2 separate regions of the Ovis aries genome follow, and region 2 is linked to region 1. A link is a contact called in public Hi-C data. All regions are on one chromosome and are shown on one strand. The core of a region is the stretch at or near the end of the contact, and the rest is flanking DNA. Distances in the headings are between cores, read along the strand shown. Region 1 holds the start of ATP6V0E1 (ATPase H+ transporting V0 subunit e1). Region 2 holds the start of STC2 (stanniocalcin 2).

What was found. Hi-C and Micro-C count contacts between places; a contact is called where the count stands out from the background.
Region 2: a contact with region 1 is called in a Hi-C map of hypothalamus, with 3 times the contacts expected there. The contact joins the promoter of STC2 here to the promoter of ATP6V0E1 in region 1. A contact is called at or near these places in 3 of 16 Hi-C or Micro-C datasets (hypothalamus, muscle and tail adipose tissue).

What each region holds. Positions count from the first base shown.
Region 1 is chr16:4,900,499-4,907,870 of ARS-UI_Ramb_v3.0, forward strand. It overlaps ATP6V0E1 (ATPase H+ transporting V0 subunit e1), which reads left to right and starts at 2,559. Exons shown (of 4, transcript XM_004016871.4): 1 at 2,559-2,722. The coding sequence starts at 2,619. LOC132657908 (a long non-coding RNA gene) reads right to left here and starts at 2,478. Exons shown (of 2, transcript XR_009596708.1): 1 at 2,299-2,478; 2 at 1-2,175.
Region 2 is chr16:5,167,650-5,175,021 of ARS-UI_Ramb_v3.0, forward strand. It overlaps STC2 (stanniocalcin 2), which reads right to left and starts at 4,539. Exons shown (of 4, transcript XM_027979996.2): 1 at 4,177-4,539; 2 at 1,990-2,132. The coding sequence starts at 4,327. LOC121816790 (a long non-coding RNA gene) reads left to right here and starts at 5,894. Exons shown (of 5, transcript XR_006056482.2): 1 at 5,894-5,927.

The sequences.
Region 1 (7,372 bases), core at 1,309-3,808:
GATTGGTGGTTAGAAAAGAGAGGACCTGGCCGACCCACTGGGAGAGTCTCTAGGACTCTCCAGCAGTCCTGGGACCGTGCTGCCCAAAGTCTCATTTTTTTTCTTGCAGGAGACCTGAAACCAGAGAATATTTCTTCATCTGGAGGGTCTCTGAACCCTAGCTCGGCCTTCTCCACAGCTTTCACTTGGAATGTGTGATAAAAGGTTTTTGACAGACTGACTGATAGAGGGAGCTATTGGCCAATACTAGCCCACATATATATAAACCCAGATTAAAGTGTTTTCTCTTTCACAGCGGCTGAAACAGAGTTCAGCCCAGTGTCTGAACAGAACCAGTGTCTGAATAGCTACATGCCTGTGCTCCTGACATCTGCTTCTCAGAGAGGCTGCTAAGAAGGCAAAGCAAAAGGTAGACTTACCAAGATCAACTTAAAAGAGAATACTGCACTAATCTAAGAGAGGGGGAAATTTTTTACAATAGCCGAAAAAGTGGAAGCAACCCAACTATCCAATCACGGATGAATGGAAAAACAAAATGTGGTATGTACATACAGTGGAATATTATTCAGCCTTAAGAAGGATGGAAATTCTGATATGTGGTACCACATGGATGAATCTCAAGGACATTATGCTCAGTGATACATAAGCCAGTCACAAAAAGACGAATGTTCTATGATTTTACTTACATCAGGTATCTTGAGTAGTCAAACTTACAGAAACAATTAAGTAGAAGGGTGCTTGCCAGCAACCAGGGAAGGGAAGAATGGGGACTTGTTTAGTGGGTATAAAATAGTTCTGGAGATCTGGTGCACAACCATGTGAAGATACTTAACACTACCGGACTGTACACTTAACAATGGTTAAGAAGGTATGTTTCATGTTACGTATATTTGTATGCCACAATGAGAAATAAGCTTTTAAAAAAAGAAATGGGAAGAAAGACCAAGCTTTTTTCTCTAATTTAGTTCTGGCTGATGTCACCCTTTTTTAACTATTCATTGCAGTTGTATAAATATTTATTGAGCACATTCTAGGCATCAAATGCTTCTAAGACAGACAGATCTGGTAAACAGCGCCCATTCTCAAGGAGTTTGCCCTCTACTAAAGGGTTGGTTGATTTATACACACAAACAAGTACAAGGCCACAAGACATGCATTAACAGAATGAAATAGGTCTTGTGAAGGTGGTGCCTGGAATGGAACTTAAGAACAACAGAATTTCTGCTGAGACCGAGTTGTTGGGAAGGGGCAGGATGAGCACACAGGAGACCAACTAGTTTCCTACCTGGTCCTTCAGGTAAAGGTTTGAAATCATGTTTGAAGAGATGTCACAGATCTTTGGTCCAACTTCCCCTTTAATCCAAGAATTCATTCTAGTTGAATGAGGAAGGAAACCAGGAGGTAATTCAAGGGAGGGAAACGTGACTATCACAGGGAAATCATGGTCCAGGGTAAAGCACACTGGGTTGGTTTAGATTTGCTTTCCATTTTGCTTTTGCCTGAAAGCTCCATCAACTTCTCTGAGAATTACGTTCTTCCTGTTACAAGGTTGTCACATACACTGAAAGTGAAAGTGAAGTCGCTCAGTCGTGTCCGACTCTGCCACCTGTGGACTGTAGCCCACCAGGCTCCTCTGTCCATGGGATTCTCCGGGCAAGAATACTGGAGTGGGTTGCCATTTCCTTCTCCAGGGAATCTTCCCGACCCAGGGATTGAACCCAGGTCTCTAGCATTGTAGGCAGATGCTTTAACCTCTGAGCCACCAGGGAAGCCCCACATACACTGAACATGTGTGCAAATCCTTGGCAAGCATCAGAAATTCCTTGTTACCTTCTTCTTACTACCCTGGCTAATCCCTACTCCTCTTTCAAGGCTCAGCTCAAGACTGGCTTGGGGTGGAAAAGTCATGCACGGTGGTCCAACCTACCTTCACACTGCATTCAGTGGCCTGCTCAAAGTCCGTGTTTTCACCAGCCTGTGAACTCCCTGTGGGTAGGTGTGTCTGATTCCTGTAAGCCTCCAAACCTGGCACAGTCCACGTCATTCAGTACGGCAGCAGTTAAGAGCACTGGCCTTGAAAATCACACCAACAAAGGTTGAATCTTGGTTTTGCTACTTAGCTATATGACCCTGAGCAAGATCCTTAACCTCCTTCCTGGGCCTCAGTTTCTTCACCTGCAAAGTGGGGATAATAATTAAACGGCGTCATAGGCTGTCGTGAGGTGTTCAAAACGAAACTCAAGCACTTAAAGCTCATGACCCAGTGGCTACCACACAGAATTCTGAACAGAAACTTACGATGAAGTTCTCTATATATGCTTGTTGCATAAGAAGATAAGGCTGTAAATAATTACACTTTTCTTATAAGGGTCACCTTCTTATCTGAAAACTTTGCTGAGCCCCTGACGACACATCTCTAGCTCTGGGGCTCCAGAGTGTTTTACACAGCAACAGCCGGGCGGTCTCCCAGCGGAGGACGGGGCGGAGTCCCGCGCGCGGTCACGTGGGGACGCGGGGGGCGGGCCTTTGCGCGCGCAGGTCCCGCGGCCGGGGTTGACACTTCCGGGTGGGACCCGAGTGCGGCGGCGGGCCCGGGGCTGGCGCTTCCCGCAGCAACCATGGCGTATACCGGCCTCACGGTCCCTCTCATCGTGATGAGCGTGTTCTGGGGCATCGTCGGCTTCCTGGTGCCCTGGTTCATCCCTAAGGGTCCCAACCGGGGGTAAGTGCGCCAGGCCTGCCTGCGGAGGGAAGCGCGGTGAGAACCCGCCGGGCCGGGCGGGGAAAGGGGCGACGGCGCCGGTCGGAGACCTTGCCCGGGTGATCCCGCCCTGCAGTCAGGCCTCGGCCCCCCACCCCTCGGCAGCCCCCCGACTTCCTTGTCGCGGCAGCCTCAGTGTCTCCTAGCCCGAACTGAGGAGGGTGGCCTCCGGTGGCTTTGAGGGAATTTTTTCTCCTCACGTCCCTGTGTGGGGAGGGTGCCGTCGGAAATGGACGTATCCCTCCTCGAGGAGAAGTTGGGGCTCGTCACCAAGACGGCTGTCGCCCTAGCCCCGCTGTCTACCCAAATGAGGCCTCGTTTGCCTACACTTTAAAGGGACGGATCAAATAAATAAAACAGAAATTGACCTCTCTGCCTCACAGGCTGTCGCAGTTGCACAGCACACCCTTGTGCCGCAGCGCTGAGCCCAGGCCTTGCATCTAGTGGGCGCCAGGAGCGAGTTGGGGCTTGATCTGGAGCGAGGTTAATGACCAAAGCGCAGGAGGTATTGTTAAGAAACCCCTGCGTCATACCTTTCGAAGGGCGCTCCCGCACTTGTGTATAACAAGCTCTTAGAATGATTGGTTAAGAAAGACTCCCCCCCCCCCCCGCTCCCCCGGCTTCTTTGTGAAATAGAGCTTTATCTGTTTTGTAAGTAAACTTTTTTTTTATTATGGTATGAAATAGTCTTATCTTCAAAGGAGCTTTGGAAACCCTCTTTCTGGTTCCTCTTTGCCTTTTAGTCATTTTTTCTCAGCGGCAAGATCATGTGGGGTGAAGCTTATTATGAATCACAGATTTTGGGGAACACCATCTCTTGTTTTATTCTTTGGAACTAATTGGTGACTTCACAGTGCTCTACATGCATAGGCTTGAAGGGTTGTTGAGTGATCTGTTGCCTTTATTAAAGGAAAGAAAATGCTCTTACTTAATAGTTTGTGCCCTGAGCCGCTTTTACTGTCTGGAATAAACTTGTGTTAGACCCGTTCCTTTCATTTAGCTTACAAGTAAATCATAATTTGTTTAAAAAGTAAAAACTGTAGGTGAATTTATCATCTGGTGGCATGAGGTCCACCCATTCTGCTCCCCTCTTCTCCCCTCCTCAGATGGCATCAGTTATGTAGGGTCATCTTTCCAGCCTGTAATAGATGAGAATTCTCAGGTTATTAGAACAATTTGTGCTAACCAGATTTAATTCCTTGGACTTGTTTCTCCTGCTAGAGTTAGGGAACAACAAAGTGCTCTTTTGTTGTGATTCTGTGTTCAGCTCTTCCCTTACCCACTGTCTTTCCAGCCTCCATGCTCAGAAAGCATTTATTAATGTGCTGGTAGCGCTGACCACTTCTTTCTTGAAGCTCCCCGTTTGGGACCCACTGTGCCCAGCCTTGGGCCTTGATGCCATTGCTCTTACCCAGAGTAATGAAGTGCCTTCTGTGGTCCATGGGCTACTCAGCTTGTAGTCCTAGTGTTACGATTCAGGTTTGACCTGCTAGTAATATGTTATCTGGATTTAATTCATAGCCTCCACCCCAGCCCTTGTTATTTCCTGCTCTTGGCAGGATCGGACAGGTCTTAAAACACAAGGTGTCTCCTAGGAGTTACTGTAGTACACTTTGAGAAACACTGCTCCCAGTTGGATGATCCCTATGACCTTGGATAATTTAACTTTTCCATGTTCCTATTTCCTCACTGTAAAGGAAATGTTAGTACTAAATTATTATTGGTTCTCATTTACCTCCTGAAAAGACTGCAGATAATTTTTTTTTTTTTTAAACGGAGGGGCTGAATTGCTTCAAGGAGTATGGTGAATTTTTAATGCAGAAGAGCATTTCTGATTTGAAGAATTGAAAACATCTTCATTAAGGAGATGAGTAAAGGTGCTGTGTGAGAAGGAGAGAAAGGAGTTTTTGCTGTTAAATTTTCTTCTCTGAGATCCCTGCATGTCAAAATGCAGAAGCTTGGGTCATTAGGAGGATTTCAGGACCTCGAGAAATGGGGGGAAAACGGGGGCGAAAGGGAAAAAGGTCTTCTGAGTCTGTGTGTAACCTACAGCAAGCCCCTTACTGTCATCTTTTCTGCACCTGAAAAAGGGCGGAATACAACGAAGTCTGTACCTGGAATGCTGGTTCCTAACCATTCCTATTCTTTATGATTTCCCACTGTCCTCTAGGAATCCAGAGATTCTCTAAAAACTTCAGGTGGTGCAGGGTGGGAGGGGTGGCGACAGAGCACGGGGATTAGTGTGCCAAGGGTTCACGGCTCCAGTTTTCTCAGACATAACACTGGTAAACATACAGAAGAAGAGAGCAGTGTAAGTGTTATGTAACACCACCTAGATTCAATAATGTTAACACTCATATCTGCTTTATATTTTGTCTCTGAATCCGGGTGTGCATACATACATACATAATTTTGCTGAACCATTTGAGCACACGTTGCAGTGGTTGTGACACTTTACCCCTAAACACTTAAGCAGACCATAACTCAGAAAAAAAGCACATCAGGAGCTGATATTTTTGTGCGTTTTGGCCATGGCACACCTCTGAGCTTGCAAGATCTTAGTTCCCCAGCACATTGGGCACTCGGAGTCCTAATCACTGGACCAGCAGGGAATTCCCCCGAGGGACCTTTTGCTCTCCAATGTCCAATGAATAGTACAAAGGGGCCTCAGCTGTTCCCATTCTCTGAGGTGGTCTTTTGGGGAAGAGGAAGATGGAGGGAGGGATTCTGGGTTGAGGCAGGGGAATGAAAGGAGATGAACCGGAGCTTGGGATGGAGGATAAACAAACATAATGCTTTTGGGGACACTAGGGCACCCACGTTCAGGAGTGAAATGCTGTTTGAAGGTAGAGGGGTGAGAAGGAGGAATGGAGCGAACTGATGACAAGTGAGAAGCTGAACTTGATTTTATAGACCTTCAAACATTTTTATTATGAAACCATTAAAATTCGGTAGTGCAACCTTAATGCCTATTTATGTATGCATTATATTATAAGCTTAATGTATGAGGTACATATTTTGCTGCAGAATGTGCCTTCAGGATGTATCTAGAGTCTGACCAGTTCTCACAACCCATACTGCTACCAGGCTGGTCCATTAGCGCAACTCTCCTCTAACTGGTTTTTCTGCTTTTCCCCTGGCTTCCTCTTCCCAAGTCTGTTTTCACCCTGCAGAGAGATCCTATTACAGTTTGGATCAGATTTTGTCAGTGTTGTTAGCTGTTTGGTTGGATCTGACTCTTTGCAACCCCGTGGACTGTAGCCCACCAGGCTCCTTTGTCCATGGAATTCTCTAGGCAAGAATACTGCAGTGGGTTGCCATTCCCTTCTCCAGGGGATCTTTCCAATCCAGGGATCAAACCCAAGTCTCCTGCATTGCAGGCAGATTCTGTACCATCTGAGCCACCAGGGAAGCCCCATTTTGTCAGTCCTTTCCTCAAATCCCTCCCAAATAGCTTCCCTTTTCCTTTCAGAGGCTGTAAGGTACCTCTGACCTCACTTCTGCCAGGCTCTCCTTGCTGTGCTCAGTCACACAGGCCTCTGTCCTCTTTGAACCTGATACCCTCTCACCAGGAGCCTTTTTGTTGCTAAACGTCATCCCTTTTATTTTCTCCTCTCTCTCCAGAGCCTGGTACATGCAGGACCCTGAGTCTGTTGAATGAGTGAATGGACAAGCCAATATATTAACCAAAAGGGGGGAAAATATATATGTGTGTGTATATGTATGTATACACACACACACGCACACAGGCACACACAGAATTTCTAAAGGATAAGTTAAACGTCATCACATATAGGAGTTGTGATGTTTGCTCCTTGCCTTCGAGGAGATAGTCTCACGTATTCTGTGGGGTGTGGAGATGCCATATTGGTTTGCTCCTTGCCTTCGAGGAGATAGTCTCGCGTATTCTGTGGGGTGTGGAGATGCCATATTTGGAAATCGTTCTTACAGATGATGGGCGTGGCTTAAAGGTGTTAAGGACTTCCTTGGTGTTCCAGTGGCTGAGACTCCATGTTCCCAATGCAAGCTACCCAGGTTCGATCCCTGGTCAGGGAACTAGGTCCCGCATACTGCAATTAAGACCCAGAGCAGCCAAAAAACAAAGAACTAATCCTTCTCAGTTGGTGACTGCAGGTGCAGGGGCGGTATGAGCAAGATGACGACAAATCTGAGGGATGAAAGTGGCGGAGCTTTTCGGGAGTAGGAGATTTCATAGGGGAGCCTTTAGAAAGAGAAAGTGAAAAGAATATCACAAGTTCAATTTTTTAAAATGTCAGAGTTCAACTGCTCAAAGATCCAGGTTTAACTTTTTCAGAAAGAAATGGAGATGGGAAGAGATCAAGGCTAAAAAGTATAGTATCATTTCATAGCAGAGAATACTACCAGATAGGGCAGTTACTTGGGCATCAAAGCTAATTACTGCTGCAGCCTTTTGTGCTCAGTTTTAGGTGGGTTTGGAATAGACCTCTAAACTGTGGCATCAGTACACGTTCCCTTATATACAAATGTTAATGACTGATGTAGAATTCTGCCGAGTGCGCGCAGGGCACGCTGATGTCTACTGGTGTGTCAGCAGATCAGATCCATTTTCCTAGAGTGCAGTCCTTGCCA
Region 2 (7,372 bases), core at 3,289-5,788, 270 kb after region 1:
CATACATCTGGCCTGCAGTTCTCTTTCCTGGCAACCCCATGAGATTGTTCTCATCCTAGAGAGGAGACAGCTGTTGGTGTGGGGGCGAGCCTGGGCCGTTAGCTTCCTTATCAACCTCGCGGGGGCACAGAGGCACTGTGGGATACCCACCCCGGGATCCTCACACCCCCTCTTCTACAGAAGCGAGCTGTCATTGGAGAGGTCACTCCTGTGTTTTAGACAAGCCTGGAAGTAACAGAGTTGAGAAAGTAAATGGGTTTAGGTTGGAAGTGGGAACCTGGCCAGCATGTTTATTTGTCCTCTCCTGTAGAAGCAGCTGAAGGGTCTACACATAGAGTCTGATCACTGAAAAGCCACCTCACGGTGATTCCCTTTCCTCTGACGCGCCAGTGGGAGCCAAATAGGATGGAGGGTAGGGTGTGCCGGTTGACTAAGTAGTTATGGGCTGAGACCTGACTTGAAAGGGATGCTTCTAACTTGAGAACGTACTCCTGTTGGTTGAGGGAAAAAAGGAAGATGAATTTATGTGAGGGCTGCAGCAATCTGTTCTCAGTATTCTTCCCTGACATCCTGTGGGATTGCCCTGAAATACACATCTTTCCTCCGGATTTCCTATTACGTTTCCTAATTCCCGTTAATCCAGAAGGGATGCTTTATTAGGGCATCTCAAGGAGTTCAAACACTTTCCTCCTCTTCCCTTCCCTGGTTTCCCCTGCTGGCACCCCACATCCTCTGTAGGGGAGGCTGCCAGCCCTGTCGCATCCCTTTCTGGTTCCCAGGCGTTGCTTTGTCAGGCTGTCTACAGGATGTCAGTACATGGTAACTGGTGATGTTCACAAATCACACCTCAACTGTTGGCCTCATCCAAACAGTCATGGCTTGCCAATGAAATGACTTCACAATGCGTATACAGGCTGGGGAGGACATGAAGGAGATGAGCCTAATGCCCCACTCCACCTGAAATGTGTCCGTATGGTGTGCACTGGAGCCATGAGGTTACTTGTTGGGTTCCTTTCCTACTCATGCGGCATCTAGGCTTTTACCCTGGGGACCCTGGGATAAGTGAAGTGGGTCAGGCCCTGACTATAGTTATTATACAGAGCAGGACTCATTCAGGGTTCCAACTTTTCAGATTGGGAGAGGAGGATCTGCTACTTAGGAGGAAGAAAAGTCTGCTCTCTGGAGGCCCTGATTTATCCATGCTGCCTGCCCACATGTCCTCTAGGAGATGACGAATTTCTACAAATTTCGTGTCTCTCTTATTCTTGCCTATTAGGTGAAAATAGCTTTTGCCATGTTTAACTGGAGTCCTTGGCCTTCCTTGCTCTACCCCCAGCCTAATGTCATGGTCCTCGCAGACTGGGTTCTGGGTAGCCAGACATAGTCTGTCCCTTACAAGATGTTTATTATTTATTATGAGTTTTCTCTGCTAAGAATCCTCAAATAATTGTTCAGCTTGGTCTCCATCCCACTCTGTGCATGCAAACTCAGTGAAGAGTGGAGGAAGACTCGGCCGAGATGACAGGCCCGGAAAGCTGGACCCCAGGAGTGGAGTGGGGAGTCACTGGCACCCTGCTGCACACCTGGAAGGTCTCTGCTGCTGAGTCGCCCCAGTCGTGTCCGACTCTGTGCGACCCCATGGAATGCAGCCCACCAGGCTCCGCCGTCCCTGGGATTCTCCAGGCAAGAACACTGGAGTGGGTTGCCATCTCCTTCTCCAGTGGGTGAAAGTGAAAAGTGAAAGTGAAGTCACTCAGTCGTGTCCCACTCTTAGCGACCCCATGGACTACAGCCTACCAGGCTCCTCCGCCCATGGGATTTGCCAGGCAAGAGTACTGGAGTGGGGTGCCATTGCCTTCTCCATGCTGGCAAGCACTAAAACCCACCATGACGATCAGCTAGGAAACTCTGTTAACAGGTTTTTCCAATGAACGCTTCAGTCATGCTCTGCTGACCCAAAACATTCTTGGTGCTCAATATGGTTTTTACCTGGGCATCAAATTTTCCAGCGTTGTGCAGAAAAGTCATGCAAATTCCATGTAAGCCCCGAATCTCACAAGAGTTGTTCTCGAAACATTCAAACACGCCACACCCCACATCGCCAGCGTTGACCAAACAGTGCTGGATTTCCGCTAAAATGAGAATTACATGCAATCATATACAAAATTCTCTGCCATGCTGGGGAATGGAAAGAGAGGCTGGTTGAAATAAAAGTAATGACTAAAAGGAAAATTAAGAAAAAGTGTTAGAAATGACTGTTTCGGGATCCAAAAACCAAGGAAATAAAATTTCATTACTTAATCTACTTATGAAGATAACCAGTATATGTAAATATTTGTAAAAATTAGCCAGACCTACATCACAAAAGTCACAAGAGAAGTTAGGTCAGAACACTCCATTTTTTCATCCTTTTCACCTTATTAAAGTATTTGTGGGAATACTTAGTTTGACAGCTGAAGATATTTCAGCTTTCTAAACCCACTGGCAAAAATAAAATTTCAACCCATTAGCTTGGTCTTTCCCTTCTGTCCTTCATCAATGAAATACTCTTCTGTACTTGGATGAAGCTGCTGCTATTAAATCACGGCCATTTCCTTCCTGACCCCCAAATGAGAGAGTCCAGAAAGCAGTTTCAATTTAGCTTTATGATTCAACACCTAAAAATCAAAACAAAATTCCTATTAAGGCAGCGCCTCCAAACCATTCGCATTAAAAATACCAGGCTAGGGAAACTGCGGTTTGCTTGCAAGCAGGCTCAGGAGTCGAGTCAGATAGGGGTTAGTCTGCAGAAACGCAACCTTGGCAGGTCGAGGTTCCTTTTTAATAGAGATCTGGGGTGAGATGTCGCTTAATACCCTAGACTTCTCGCGACCCGGGTGTCCGCTGCCCTCCTTCGCAGAATGTGGCCCCAATTCGAGTCTCTGAAAGGACAGGCTGAGAGGGAGTTAACTGTCAGGCTGCACAGCCTCTCTCCCTTCCCCCCCCCCCCCCAATTCCCTGACTTAAACCAACCACAAAATTACACCAGAAGAGTATATTTTGGAAGAAGGGCGGGTCGGAGGAGATAATCCGCATTCAGATTAAATTTGCCGAGAGAATGAGGGGCGTGTATTTGCTGAGAGTCACCAACTAGCGAAAATCACGTTTGATTCTCAGGGAAATCTCTGGGAGGGGAAAGGTGGGTGAGATTCCTAGGACGAGCGGGGAGCGAGCTGGGGGTGCTGGCATCCGCCTGTGGAGATGGGAGACTCCCGGACGGTCCCATGCGCGGCCCCGGCGCGCCGGCCCGGAGCGCGCAGGGCCGCGGTTCACTCGCTCCCGGCGCCCCTAATGGGCACTCGTGCATTCCTGCTCGTGCGGTGAACGCACGCACGGCACCGCCGGGTTCGCAGGCCCCCTTAATAAAGGGAGGGCCGTGAAGAGCGCAGAAGCGCTAGGCAGATTTTCTTCCTCTCCCGGGGGCTGGGAAAAGGGCCAGCCCCGTGCCCTGCACGCCTGGTCGTGCTTGGCAGCTCGCGGGTAAACGGAGAGCAGGTCGAGCAGCTGCGGCGCACGGTTCGGGCCGTGTCACCATTTCTTCTCTTGCTGACCTGCTCTGGAGCCGGGGACGGAGGCGGCACCGCAGAGGTACGCTTTACTCCACCCGCCCCTGCCCGTTCCGAAAGGAATGCCCCACAAGGGGGAAAGTTCGCCATGCAATTTGTCTCGCCTACAAAGTTCTTGGATGTCGGGCATCTTTTGAGGAGGGGGAGAAGTAGTCCCGCCGGCTGGGTAGAGAAGTTCTTCGGTTCAGGGCGCAGCCCGGTAGCGGGGACGCTCCGTGCCTCCTGCAAGCCGGTTAGGATGGAGCAGGGAGGTTTGAACCCGTCCGGGGACGCTGGAGCCGACCCTGGCCGCGTCATGCGGTGCTTCCTTTACCCTCGACCCCCGGAGGACAGCAACAAGTCCTGCCCCAGCCATCTCATCACCCGGCCAGCACGTGCGGATTCCGGGCTCGCGGAGCCCGGTGTGGACCTTGCTCTGCCGCGCACTTTCCTCTTCACGCCCCGCTCCACCCCAAGAGTTTGCACAGCCCAGGGTGGGCGCCCAGTTCTGGGCGAAGCGCCCGGGGCGCGCTGCGTGGGTGCGGTATGTCTTCTCCCCGCAGCTCCCCGCCGCGGGGGCGCACGCACTTACCTGTGTTCTGCAAGGACAGACGGCCTTTCTGCTGGGAGCCCCTGTCTTGGGGACCTTCGGGGGTGTTGGTGGCGTCGGTCCCTCGAGCTGGATCGAAGGTAACCAGCACCAAAGCCAGGGTCACGAACTGGCCCAGCCGCTCGGCACACATGGTTCTTGGTGTAAACCTCCAGCCCGGAGACCTGGATTCTTTGTGCTCCCCTCCGCCTCTTCCTCCTCCTCCGCCGCTTCCCCTCCTCCTCCCACTCTTCCTCCCGGCTCGCCTTTTCCCTCCTCGCGGCCGCGGCTCTGATAGAGGTTACCCAGCGCCCTCCCGTAGCTCTCCGGAGAGCATGTGACCAGGCCTTTAGCAGCGCCGCGAGTGCCGGGCAATCGCAGGGACGGTGCCTCAAATATCCCTGGAAGCTCTGGTGTCACTTGAATGAAGGAGTCGAGCAGGTGTTGTCCCGGCGGCTGGACCAATCCGAGACCCCCGCCCGTTTGACAACACGGCCGGGAGGCGGGGCCTGCGCCCAACTACTACAGGAGGAAGCCGAGCGCCGCTGGGAGCGCCCGACAAAGTTGCCGACCTGGCGACGGCCACGCGTTTGCGTGCATGTGTGAGTGTGTGAGAGCGCGGCCGGAGATACATGCGCGTGTGCGGGTGCTCCAAGGCAATGGCCGAACGGACTTAACTAAAAGCGAATCCCAGCTCCGGTTGCAGCTAAAGAAAGGCGAGAGGGGATGGTCTGCGCTGGGACAGCGTTCCCCGCACCCACCCCCCCCCAACCCCCTCGGGCTCCTGGCTCGCTTCACACCCGCAACGGGCTGGGAAAGTTTCCTCTTTCTGCCTTTTGTAATTTAGTTGAGATTCCTAGCCCCGAGGCCTTGACAGATTGGAGAAGTTTTCTGGACACAGTGGTGCTGGGGGCAAGCTGGGCACAGATGGGAATTCCTGGCGGTGTGATGTTTTGCATTAAAAACAAAAAATCCTCCAAACTATTTTAGGATAGGAGCAGAAGCGCTATACAGGACTCTGCCTGAGCGGCTGCCCTATCTTCCTCTTTTCGCCCCGCTGTGGTGGGCCTTGCCACACCTTAAGTGTCAGATTCTTGCCCCTCCCTCAGTCCAGACGGATTCTGGGCTGGGCTGCAGGGATCCAGGTGAGAGACTGGACTTGCATCATTTACAGGCGGGTGGCAGGGAGGCCCGGGCAGCCCTGAGTCAGCCCGCGGCGGAGCATCGCGTGCCCCAGAGGCTGGAGCTTGAAAGGCAACTTTACGCGTCTCCAAACACACTCTTCCATTTTCCCAAAGCGCTACTCGCCGCCGCGTTCTGTGTTCCTTTTACTCTTCATTCATCGGATGGAAAAGGTCAAAAAAAAAAAAAAAAAAAATCCCCAAAGCCTGAAAGCAGAACCCGAGGAAATTCTCTCCATCTCTTCTGCTTTCTTGTTCAAGCTCCCTCCCCAAGCACAGCCGGGGCTGGGTTGCCCTCGACTGCTTTCTCCCCCACGGCTTGCGGAAGCAGGGAGAAAGTTGGGCGCCGCTGGGAGCGCCTCTTCCCCCGCTGTGTGTGTACGTGTGCACGCTCACGTCTCCCCCGCGCCGAGGCCGGGGACAGGAACTGCTCCGGGCACCGTCAGTCCGACGGCGCAGCGCCGGGGGCTCGTAGGGCAGGGGGAGGGCGGGGACGCGAGCGCTGCGCCGCTCACCCCGGGTGACGCGCTTTCGCCCCTCCCCCGCCGTCTCCACCCTCCTGCAGGAGAACAGGTGAGCTTGGGTACCAGCTCCAACCCCCGCCCCCGCCCCGCTCCCAGCCCGAGCCCTCTGCGGTAATGCGCCCCGGAGGTTTCATCACCCGCTGCCCGCGGCGACGCGGCTCTGGGTCTCCGCGGCGGGGCGCACCGAGCGCCTCGTTGGGGCAGCCTTTTGACACGGTTGGGGGAAGGGGTGCGGAGACGCCGGGGCCAGGTCGTCCTCTTCAGCCGTTCGACTTCCCAAGCTCCCCTCCCAAGGTCCCGGATGCCGGATGCAGGAGGGCGTTAGGAACGGGGATGCGGGCAGGGTGGGACCAGTGGCTGCGGCTGTCCAGCGTCCAGCGGCCCAGAGGTGGGAGGAATGATAGGACCGGTGGGAAAGGCACCTTCGAGTAGGCCCTTCAAGGGGTTGCAGCGCCTGGGGGCTAGCTGCTGTCCACCGTCCCCACCCGATTTCAGAACCCCAAGAAAGGGTCACTTTGAAGGTCTGAGTCTGCATCGTGACAAAAAACTGACCACTCATGCCCATGATTCCCATAACAATTACATCTTCCCTCAAGAGTTTTTGGGGGAAGGAGGTGGGGTACAAGTCCATTATATTAATAATAGATGGTGCGCACTCCCCACTCTGTTTTTGTTTGGGTATTTATTTCCTTTATTAGTTTATGAAACACTATCTCCTGTAGATTCTTAAGAGACAAAACATAACAAAAAAACAACCGCAGTCTGGCCTCCCACGAAGTCCATAAGCCTCTGAATTTCCTGGGTAGGCTTTCTTTCCTCGGAGAGCCTCTTTTGTAGGTGAGAACATGAGTAATACTGGCATTAAAAAGGGCATCTGGTCTCTTGGCTCTTTGAGCAACACAAACAGGAGAGGTCTAGTGGGTGGGAGCAAGCCCACCTTTGTGGGATGTAGACAGTCTGAGTCTTCTTGTTAGAAGGCTGGGCCACCACCTGGAGCAGGGGTCAGGCAGATGCAGGTCTCTGGGCTCCTGCCTCCCAGAGCTGGGGCACAGCCTTTTGCCACCACAAGGCCCTGGGACTGCCCTCAGAGGACCTGCATAATAGAAAAATTCATCTTGATGCTATTTGCTCCAGTTTCACAGGGGACATTCGTGTCTCCTACCTGAGCCACCTGCCCCTTTTAGAACTAAAAAAAAAAAAAAAAAAGCGGTAGTTGGATTTGAGGTATATCAAGTGCAGTTACCAGTTCTTAAGAGTTTTATATTCAGACTACTTGGCCAGAGCCAGACATCCAGAGAAGAATGCCCATCCCAGTCTGTCCCATCAGGGCTGAGAAAATTCTGCAGAAGCAGGAGGCAGTGTACTGGGATTACCAGTCGAGGCCACGGGCCTGGGGTCAGAGTAGGGAGAAGAGCTCAGGCTGGTGACTGTGCTGTGATCTTCCCTTTCTCCTTCTAGCCTTATAACCCAGGCCTGGTTTGGCAGCCTGTGGCT